Regions from separate parts of the Zea mays genome. Here region 2 is linked to region 1. The links are chromatin contacts, called in public Hi-C maps. All regions are on one chromosome and are shown on one strand. Each heading gives the region's core, a stretch centred on a gene start, on an enhancer-like site or on the middle of the called end of the contact. The rest is flanking DNA. Distances are from core to core; before and after follow the strand shown. Region 1 holds the start of LOC103650047. Region 2 holds the start of LOC100273935 (rhicadhesin receptor).

What was found. A called contact is a pair of places that touch in the nucleus more often than the background predicts.
Region 2: a contact with region 1 is called in a Hi-C map of leaf, with 6 times the contacts expected there. The contact joins the promoter of LOC100273935 here to the promoter of LOC103650047 in region 1. A contact is called at or near these places in 8 of 25 Hi-C or Micro-C datasets (bundle sheath, ear, endosperm and 2 more).

Annotation. Positions count from the first base shown.
Region 1 is chr3:48,264,786-48,268,865 of Zm-B73-REFERENCE-NAM-5.0, reverse strand. It overlaps LOC103650047, which reads left to right and starts at 2,051. Exons shown (of 3, transcript XM_008675716.4): 1 at 2,051-2,760. The coding sequence starts at 2,163.
Region 2 is chr3:48,515,590-48,519,869 of Zm-B73-REFERENCE-NAM-5.0, reverse strand. It overlaps LOC100273935 (rhicadhesin receptor), which reads left to right and starts at 3,006. Exons shown (of 2, transcript NM_001148327.2): 1 at 3,006-3,489; 2 at 3,643-4,280. The coding sequence starts at 3,369. The coding sequence ends at 4,178.

The DNA.
Region 1 (4,080 bases), core at 802-3,301:
AACTCGACTACCTGCATCGTGGACTTGCCGGTCTTCGGCGTGAATGTGCAGGACCCAAACTGAGCAACTTCGTCTCCAATCATCCTCTTATGCCAGTGCAAACAATAATACTTCGCAAAAACTTCGACCGATGGCTGTCCGCCGTACGAAGTCGTCGCCCAGACATACTTCGACAGAGCCACCACGGCATTCGGTGTCAGCTGATGTATCTGAACATTGAACCTGCGCAGGACTTCGTCAACAAATCGGTGCGCAGGCAAGCGGAGACCGGCGGCGAAGAACGCCTCGAAAACAACCAACTCGCCCTCCGGCTCGGGGACTTCCTCCATCCCCGGGACACGAGAAACTCCGCCGCCGAAGTAACCCAACCGCTGCATATCTTGCACGCGGACCGACGACATCCGCGACACGCCAAAATCAACAGAATCGCCGGCGCGCAACTCCTCCTCCATCGAACTACTCAGCGTCTCCTCAGACGAGGCGGCGGCCGGCGGCGAGGGATCGACCGGCGGCGTAGCGGCAGCGGAAGAAGAGGAGGTCGGCATCGCTACGTACCGTCGGCGGCGGCGGGCGGTCTGCCTCACCCGAGCCAGATCTCTGGCGAACAAGAGCACGGCGGGCAGACGAGCAGCAAGACGGCGGGCGACTAGGGTTTTCGCGGAGCGCGGAAAGTGAAGTTCAAAAAGCACCGACCCCCGCTCCCTTTTATAGGCGGCGCGCGGCTCTTCGGGAAACCCGCAATCCAACAGGGCGCGGCGCTTCGGGAAACCCGCAATCCAACAGTACGCCGTCAATCAACGGTCACATCAAAAACCCCCGCGGAACCACTTCGAGCGAGGGCAGCGTCTCCGCCATCTAGCGACGTCTTCGGCACCAGATGACTTTGTCGAACTGGTCCCTCGGAGGGCAAATGTTGGGGCGAAGGCAAAGACGCCACCCTTCGCTCGAAGCCTTCGCTGCAGCCGCTGGTCTGGCAGAGACAAAACAGGCAGGGACACCCTTCGCTTGATCGGCACCAGACGAAGACCGGCGACGACGTCATCCCACAGTGCAGCCTCGTCCAGCTCAGAGGCCCACGTGTGATCCGGCCCATCGTAACGGGCCCTGCGTGGCCGCCGCGCGTTACGAGCCTAATTTGTAAAGGCATCCCTGTAATTACAGTCTGTAACCCCGCTTTATGGGAATATTCTGGGGATAACCTAGGTAGCTGAGGGCACATGCGTCCTTAGCACAAGGCGCTGGGCGCTCAGGTACCTATAAATACCCCCGCACAGTGCCCGTGAGGGGCCAGATTAACAGAGCTATTGCCTTCTAGCACGTAACCCTGTTATCATCACTGTTCACCCTTGTTGACCTCCTTGCGACTGAGAGCAAGTGACAACACCAGGTACATAGCAAGGCCTAAAATAGTATTGTAGATAATTATTTAATTTGCAAGGAAATGCAATTTATTTTCACATAGACATAGTAGAGAGTTAGAGAATATATGGAAGGAAATAATTATTAGGATTGCTCCAACATCTTCTCCGTTGTCCGAAAATCACAGTAGATAATCAATTCCAATTAAGTTCATATTAGTACACATTAGCATATAGTCCGTGCTAACACTACGATTCTGCGGAGGTGAGAAGAGAGGAGATGTTAACGATGACGGTGCGAGAGAAGAGGTTGACGACTATAACGACGACGACATAAGTGAGGGGGAGGAGGCTACGGGACACGAGGGAGGGGGAGGCTAGAGCTGCAGGATTGCGGAGGAGGGAGGGGGAGGGAAATGATAATTCAAATAATACCGTTCACTAGATTTGAGTGAGCAAGAGAGAGTTATTTAGCGATCTGAGCGTTGATTTTGATTGTATGTTAAGTTTGGGTATAATATGTTTGTTGATTTTTAATGGAGGTGTAAAAATGATTGGATTGAGCGAGTTTTGTAAAGTTTATAGTGCTATAGTTATAGATTCGCTGGCCTCAAGCCCACTATCCGCTCAAGAAAGTTTATGGGCCTCAACAGTTGCTCTCCTGTCTTCCTCCGGAGTTAAGTTTATGGGCCTCAACAGTTGCTCTCCTGTCTTCCTCCCCAACTCCGTCGATCCGCCTCCTCCTCCCTCTCCAGTCCCGTTGCACTTCCTCGGTCCCCTCCTTCACTCCCCCCACCCCCACCAATGGCGTCTCCTCGCCGCCGCTCCCTCCCACTCCGCTTCCTCATCTTCATCCCTGCCCCCCTCTTCCTAGTCCTCCTCTTCCACCGCTCCTCTCATTCTACCGCCCCGCTTCTCCACACCGCAGGCTCTGGCTCCGGCCCCAGCTCTGATCCCCGCCGCTTCTCCCTCCTCATCAAGCTCCTCGCCTACGACCGGCCGGCCGCGTTTCGCCGCTGCCTCCGCTCTCTCGCCGCAGCTGACTACGATGGGGACCGCGTCGCGCTCCACGTCCTCCTCGACCACCGCCCGCCCAACTCCTCGTTGCCCCCCCTCGCCACGTCGCACGAGATCCTTGACTTCGTCGATGCGTTCCCGTGGCCGCACGGAGAGAAGCGCGTGCACTACCGCGCCTCCAACGCGGGGCTCCAGGCGCAGTGGATAGAGGCATGGTGGCCTGGCTCCGACGACGAGTTCGCCTTCGTCGTCGAGGACGACCTCCAGGTCTCGCCGCTCTACTACAAGTTCCTGAAGCGGCTGGTCCTGAGGTACTACTACGACCGCGAGAACTACAGCCCCTACCTGTTCGGCGCGTCGCTCCAGCGCCCTCGGTTCGTCGCAGGTGAGATGTTACTTAATAACACTGCACTGCATCATGAATGCTTGTTTAGTCTCATCTCTTGGTTGCAAAGAAAGGGTGCGAAATGCAGACTGTTATTCTTACGTAGGACCTGGCGTGGTTAATGGTCTCTTTTTTCTGTAGTTCGTTGAGATGAAGCTGCTATTAAGCATCATAGCTAGTTTTTTTGTTTGCCTCATCACATCACTGTGATATGTGTCCTATTCATTGGGGTTAGTTATAAGATTGACTCTGTTTTTTGCTCTCATGCCAGATTGAGGAGGTTGTGTGTGTATAGTGGATCTCTGTGCTTATAATTTACTAAGGGCATGTTTGGTTCCTTGTCTAACTTGCCACACTTTGCCTAACTTTTCTGCCTAAGGTTAGTTCTTCAATTTGAACGACTAACCTTAGGCAAAGTTTGTCGTAGTTAGCCACGAACCAAACATGCCCTAAGTTAATTATCATTTCTGCATAAGAGCTTCTGTCACTGGAACTTGAAACACAAAACACAAATAAGGCTATCTCCAGCAGCTTACTCATCTCTATACTTATATTCAAATTCCACTCTGTAAACAGTACAGTCTACAATGCAAAACAGTGTTTTTGGTGACCATATGAGTGAACTGCTGGGCACGGTCTAAGTAGGGTAGGTTAAAATATGACGATAACATGCCATGGTGCTCTAGTCTATAATCTCTGGTGTCATCTTGTGTCTCAGTTAAAATGTTGGAGATTCACAGCTTAGAATTTCTCATGAATAGGATTTATGTATTTGATTTCCTTGAAGCTTGCATTCATTTTAGTTCCGAGAACTCTGATCTCGCAATATTGCTCTGACATTAGCCATAGATTTTTATATAGCAAAGTTTGTTTGACTTGTTCTGACTTTTGGTTGCCTGCAGCCCGAATGTCGTCATATATATTACTATAGTTGGTTAGTGAAGGGTGACCGACCGTGGCTCTTGGATACATTTTTTTTAGTTTTACTGGTTATTTTCTTTTTTAGGATAATGGATAATGTGCTCTGTTCGCAAATTTCAATGTACAGGAGGCCCTACTGACATGATCTAAGACAAAAGTTGGTCCTCATGAAAAAATATTGTCTGCCTAGAATCTAGGAACGACCATCTGGTGTCTTCAGTTAGATGTTTGGTTCATTCCTATGTTTAAGCTTGGGTTTTTGAGAAATGGCAACCAAAGTAACCAAGCTGAATAGAAACTGAACCTCATTAATCAATGTTAGTTGGTTCAGCTAATTCAGTTTTTGGTAAATCAATTGACATCGCCTCAGCAGGGCGGCACAAACACAACACTGCAACA
Region 2 (4,280 bases), core at 1,757-4,256, 250 kb before region 1:
CATTCTGGACAACATCCAAATCACAATCAGCGTTCTTAGTGAACTTGTTTCCTATCCTCACATGATGGTGACCCTACTGCTATTTTTATTAATCCATCCATACTAATTGTACCTCTGTTACATGTGTGAATTAGTATGTCAGTTTAACAACCTTTTCCTCTTAGGTTGTGTGGGAGACAGTATTACAATGTTTAGTAGCGTTTTCGACGTTTCCTCACCCAAAGATTTATCCTGTGCGGCGAAAGGTTAGTTTTCTATGTGTTACTAGGGATTTAGGGTATCCTTCCTAGTGTGGCTGACTGCTGTTACATTTTTGCATCAGTGACCAATCTGCCCTTACTAAAAAGAACTCACCAGACTGAGCGTTCATCCAGGTTGTGAAGGCAGCAATCAGGGCTCTCGACGATAAGAAACGAGCTGTTCATCAAGTGGCTGTCCGATGGCGGCACACATGGTGCGGACATTTTACAATTTTTGAATCAGCTGTACGATTGTAGTTTTTGAAGTAAACAACTTTTCCTTGCCTTAATGAGCATCCCTCCAACATATGCAGGCAGTCCTTCGCTTCTGTTTGTAATTGTTCACCAAGCCTTCTTGCTTTTGTCATGCATCGAGCTTCCTGTGCTTGGTATGTCTTCTTTGCTTCATGATGCTACGAAGTGAACAATTACAAACAGATCAATGGTGCATATAGCTACTACTATAGGTGTATATAGTAGCTGACTGAGCATGCAGGCCTGCTGCACGAGACGATCAATGGTCGATCCATCCATCCATCGGTCGTCGGTCAGATCGAACTCGTCGATGGCCGACACCGGGCACAGAGCTGATCGAGAGCCATGGAACATGGACCAGCTAGCGAGGACGATGACGATGGAGGCCTTGTTCATGGTGATTTGACCACGTCAAACATGATGATTAAGAACAGTAACAATCAATTGGTGGGTACAATATCCTTTTCGCCAACACCTTCTGTTTAATGCATTCACTTTATTAAGCTATGGAGTCGAGTTTATGGCTGTCAAGGTCAGCAGCAATCGACCCATCTGAGTTGCATCGTGGCTATTGATTTGCAACTAATATATGTTAAATCTTGGCAAGTTCTGTCTGAGTTTCACATCGATAATTCCTGAGGACAAAGCGGTGGACTTATATGTGCTAGAGAGAGCTTTGATTTCCATGCATTCGTCCTGTGGGGATGTGGTGAGGAGGCTTAATCGATATTCAAGTTGCTTCCATTGATATGTTTGGTCAATATTTGGTTTTGCTAAACTGTTATTTTGTGCTTGGGCTCGACTGATCTGTGCAAACATTTACGACTCTACATCACAGATTAGTCCAGTTGCAATTGGATTTATGCTTTTTTCCTTTTGTTAGTGGCATATTGTTTCCTATGGTTTTTATGCAGGTCTGTTATGTTGTGTTAATCATGCCTTAGCAAACTTATGTGGGTAACAGCACTGATCTTGATGATAAACCAGATGGAGAAAATCCTTGCGGCGTACAGAAAGGCTTCGAAGCAATGGTGTTCCACCCAGAACAAGCTGGCTCAAGGTATGGCATGGTCTTGTTGGCCCCTGTGGCAGCGCATGGCCTTCGTTGCTAGCTGCACTGATGTGAGTAGTGACTTTTTGTCTACTCTTCGCAAAACAATGAGGCAACGGGGCAGGAAGCGCACCATGGTCGGATGAACAAAGAAGGAAAATCTGTGGCATGGAATAGATGTATGTTATTAGATTAAAATAACAAAATTTATGTATGGATAGGATCACAAATGGATTCCGAAACATTTTCCCATAACAATATAACACATATGTACATAAGTTATCGTGTTATTATATGGTTTCGTTGCAACGCACGGGCACTTACCTAGTATTCTATATTAAAAACACTTGAGCATGATGTTCTACTCGTTAGACAACTTTATCCATTGTCTCCCACCCTTTTTCCATCAGGGGGTGGGTTCGAACACCACCTCCTGCATCACTTTTTAATATTTTACGCTGATTTAACCAAATAGCTCGACGAGCTAACGGGCCGGCCCGACACGGTCACGCTGGCCTGGGACGAAGCTGCGGCTCGGGGCGTCGTCGGGCCGCCCGTTTGGCCATCTATATGTGGAGGTGTGGTTTGGAACGTGGAGATTGTAAGGGGCCAGGCTGCAGCGACTTAGTTAAAAATAGATATGGGGTTATTTGTAAAAATATGACACGGGACGACCGTTGAAACGAGTGCTTTAATATAGTAAAGATGAGCTACTCTACTAATGCTAATGAATCTATACACATGCAACAAGCAATAAATTATAATTAAATATAGATAAAAATTATGTAAAGTTATATGTTTACAGTATAAATATTATCTTTGTCTAGGCTGTCGAAGATTTCTGGATCCGCTACTTGACTACTACCAGCACCACTGTACAACGTGATCCTAAAACAATCTCCTGAAAATGGTACGAATGCCATGTGCTAAGAGCCAACCGTTTGAGCTGCAACCCATGTGCGATTAATCGCCCATGCATCCTGCTGCACGGGTCGACGCCTGTGGCCCGTGCAATCAGGGCGCTGTCTCTTCTCCGTTTCTAGAAACGTGTTCGATTTGTTCTCAATTCATTTGAATTGAATGGAATTGAGTAGGTTTGAATCTCAAACGAGTTAAAATCTTTCATAAATTTTTCTAATATCATTCAATCCTTCTGAGATAGGAATAAGTGAATAAGTCCTGAACGGAACCGTTGGTTCATCCAAGGCAAAGGAGTAAGCAAATGGCACAATGCCATGACGGTGGGCTATGGGTCGGGAGGACCGAGTGCGACGCGAGGACGAAACGAAGCAAGAAACCCGGCCTGTCGCACAGGCACGGATGACGAAACGGAGGCAGAGAACGAAGCTGGACGCCTGGACTGGAGACGGTGGCCCTGGATCCGCCGCTGTCGTCCCACTGCCACGGACGCCCATCTGCCACGCACAGAATAATTAACCCCGCGACGTGCCGAGGACTGCGTCCAAGCTCGGCTGCCCCAAGTACCCGGCATGCATGTGTAGCAGTTCGCCCACGCTGCATAAACAACTCTATCTCAACGGCGACGACGCTCCCATCTTAACAGCCAGGAAGCTGGCGTCTTGCTTGTCCTTGTTCTTTTCCCACCCGGCTACCCCCGTCGTCGCCGCCGCTTTCCCCGTGGTTTCAGAGCTCCAGTCGGCTAGCTAGGCCGCCTGGCTAATCTCCCTGCCTTCTATAAGTACAGGTTCATTGTGTGCTGTGCTCCCAGCTCCATCACTGACACAAGAGAGCACGCTACTACTCATCACTCGCCAACGTGCAGAGATCAGGGAAGCGGCACTCCATCCACTGACTGACCGCTCATGGCGAAGGTCCACCTCTACGTCGCCGCGGCCTGCGCCGTCGTCCTCGCGCTCGCCACCCCGGCCCTCGCCGGTGACCCCGACATGCTGCAGGACGTCTGCCCGGCTGACTACGCCTCCCGTGAGTCAAAACCCGATCGGTCTTCTCAATAAAGCTAGCTTCCTGGCATCATCTGCTTCTTGTCCTGGTGGTCTTGTTCTTGTGTTTTTATATGTATCGCGACAAACAATCGACTTGCTGCTGACCCCGTACGTGCGTGTCGTGTCCGTGCAGCGGTGAAGCTGAACGGGTTCGCGTGCAAGGCGAACTTTTCGGCGGACGACTTCTTCTTCGACGGGCTGAGGAACCCGGGCAACACCAACAACCCGGCGGGCTCCGTGGTGACGGCGGCCAACGTGGAGAAGTTCCCGGGCGTGAACACGCTGGGCGTCTCCATGGCGCGCATCGACTACGCGCCGGGCGGCCAGAACCCGCCGCACACGCACCCGCGCGCCACCGAGATCATCTTCGTCCTCGAGGGCACGCTCGAGGTCGGCTTCATCACCACCGCCAACGCGCTCTTCACCAAGACCGTCACCAAGGGCGACGTCTTCGTCTTCCCGCGCGGCCTCGTCCACTTCCAGCAGAACAGGGGGCACGGCCCCGCCGCCGTCGTCGCCGCCTTCAACAGCCAGCTCCAGGGCACGCAGGCCATCGCCATGACGCTCTTCGGCGCCGTGCCGCCCGTGCCCTCCGACATCCTCGCCAAGGCCTTCCGCATCAGCAGCGGCGAGGTGGACCACATCAAGGCCAACTTCGCGCCCAAGTAGAGATCCAACGTCTGCATTCCCTTGATTTTCTCAATAATAAATCCCCGCGGTGTGCAGTTCGATTTGTTCGTCTTCGCTTGGTTTGGTTCGAGACATTGCTGA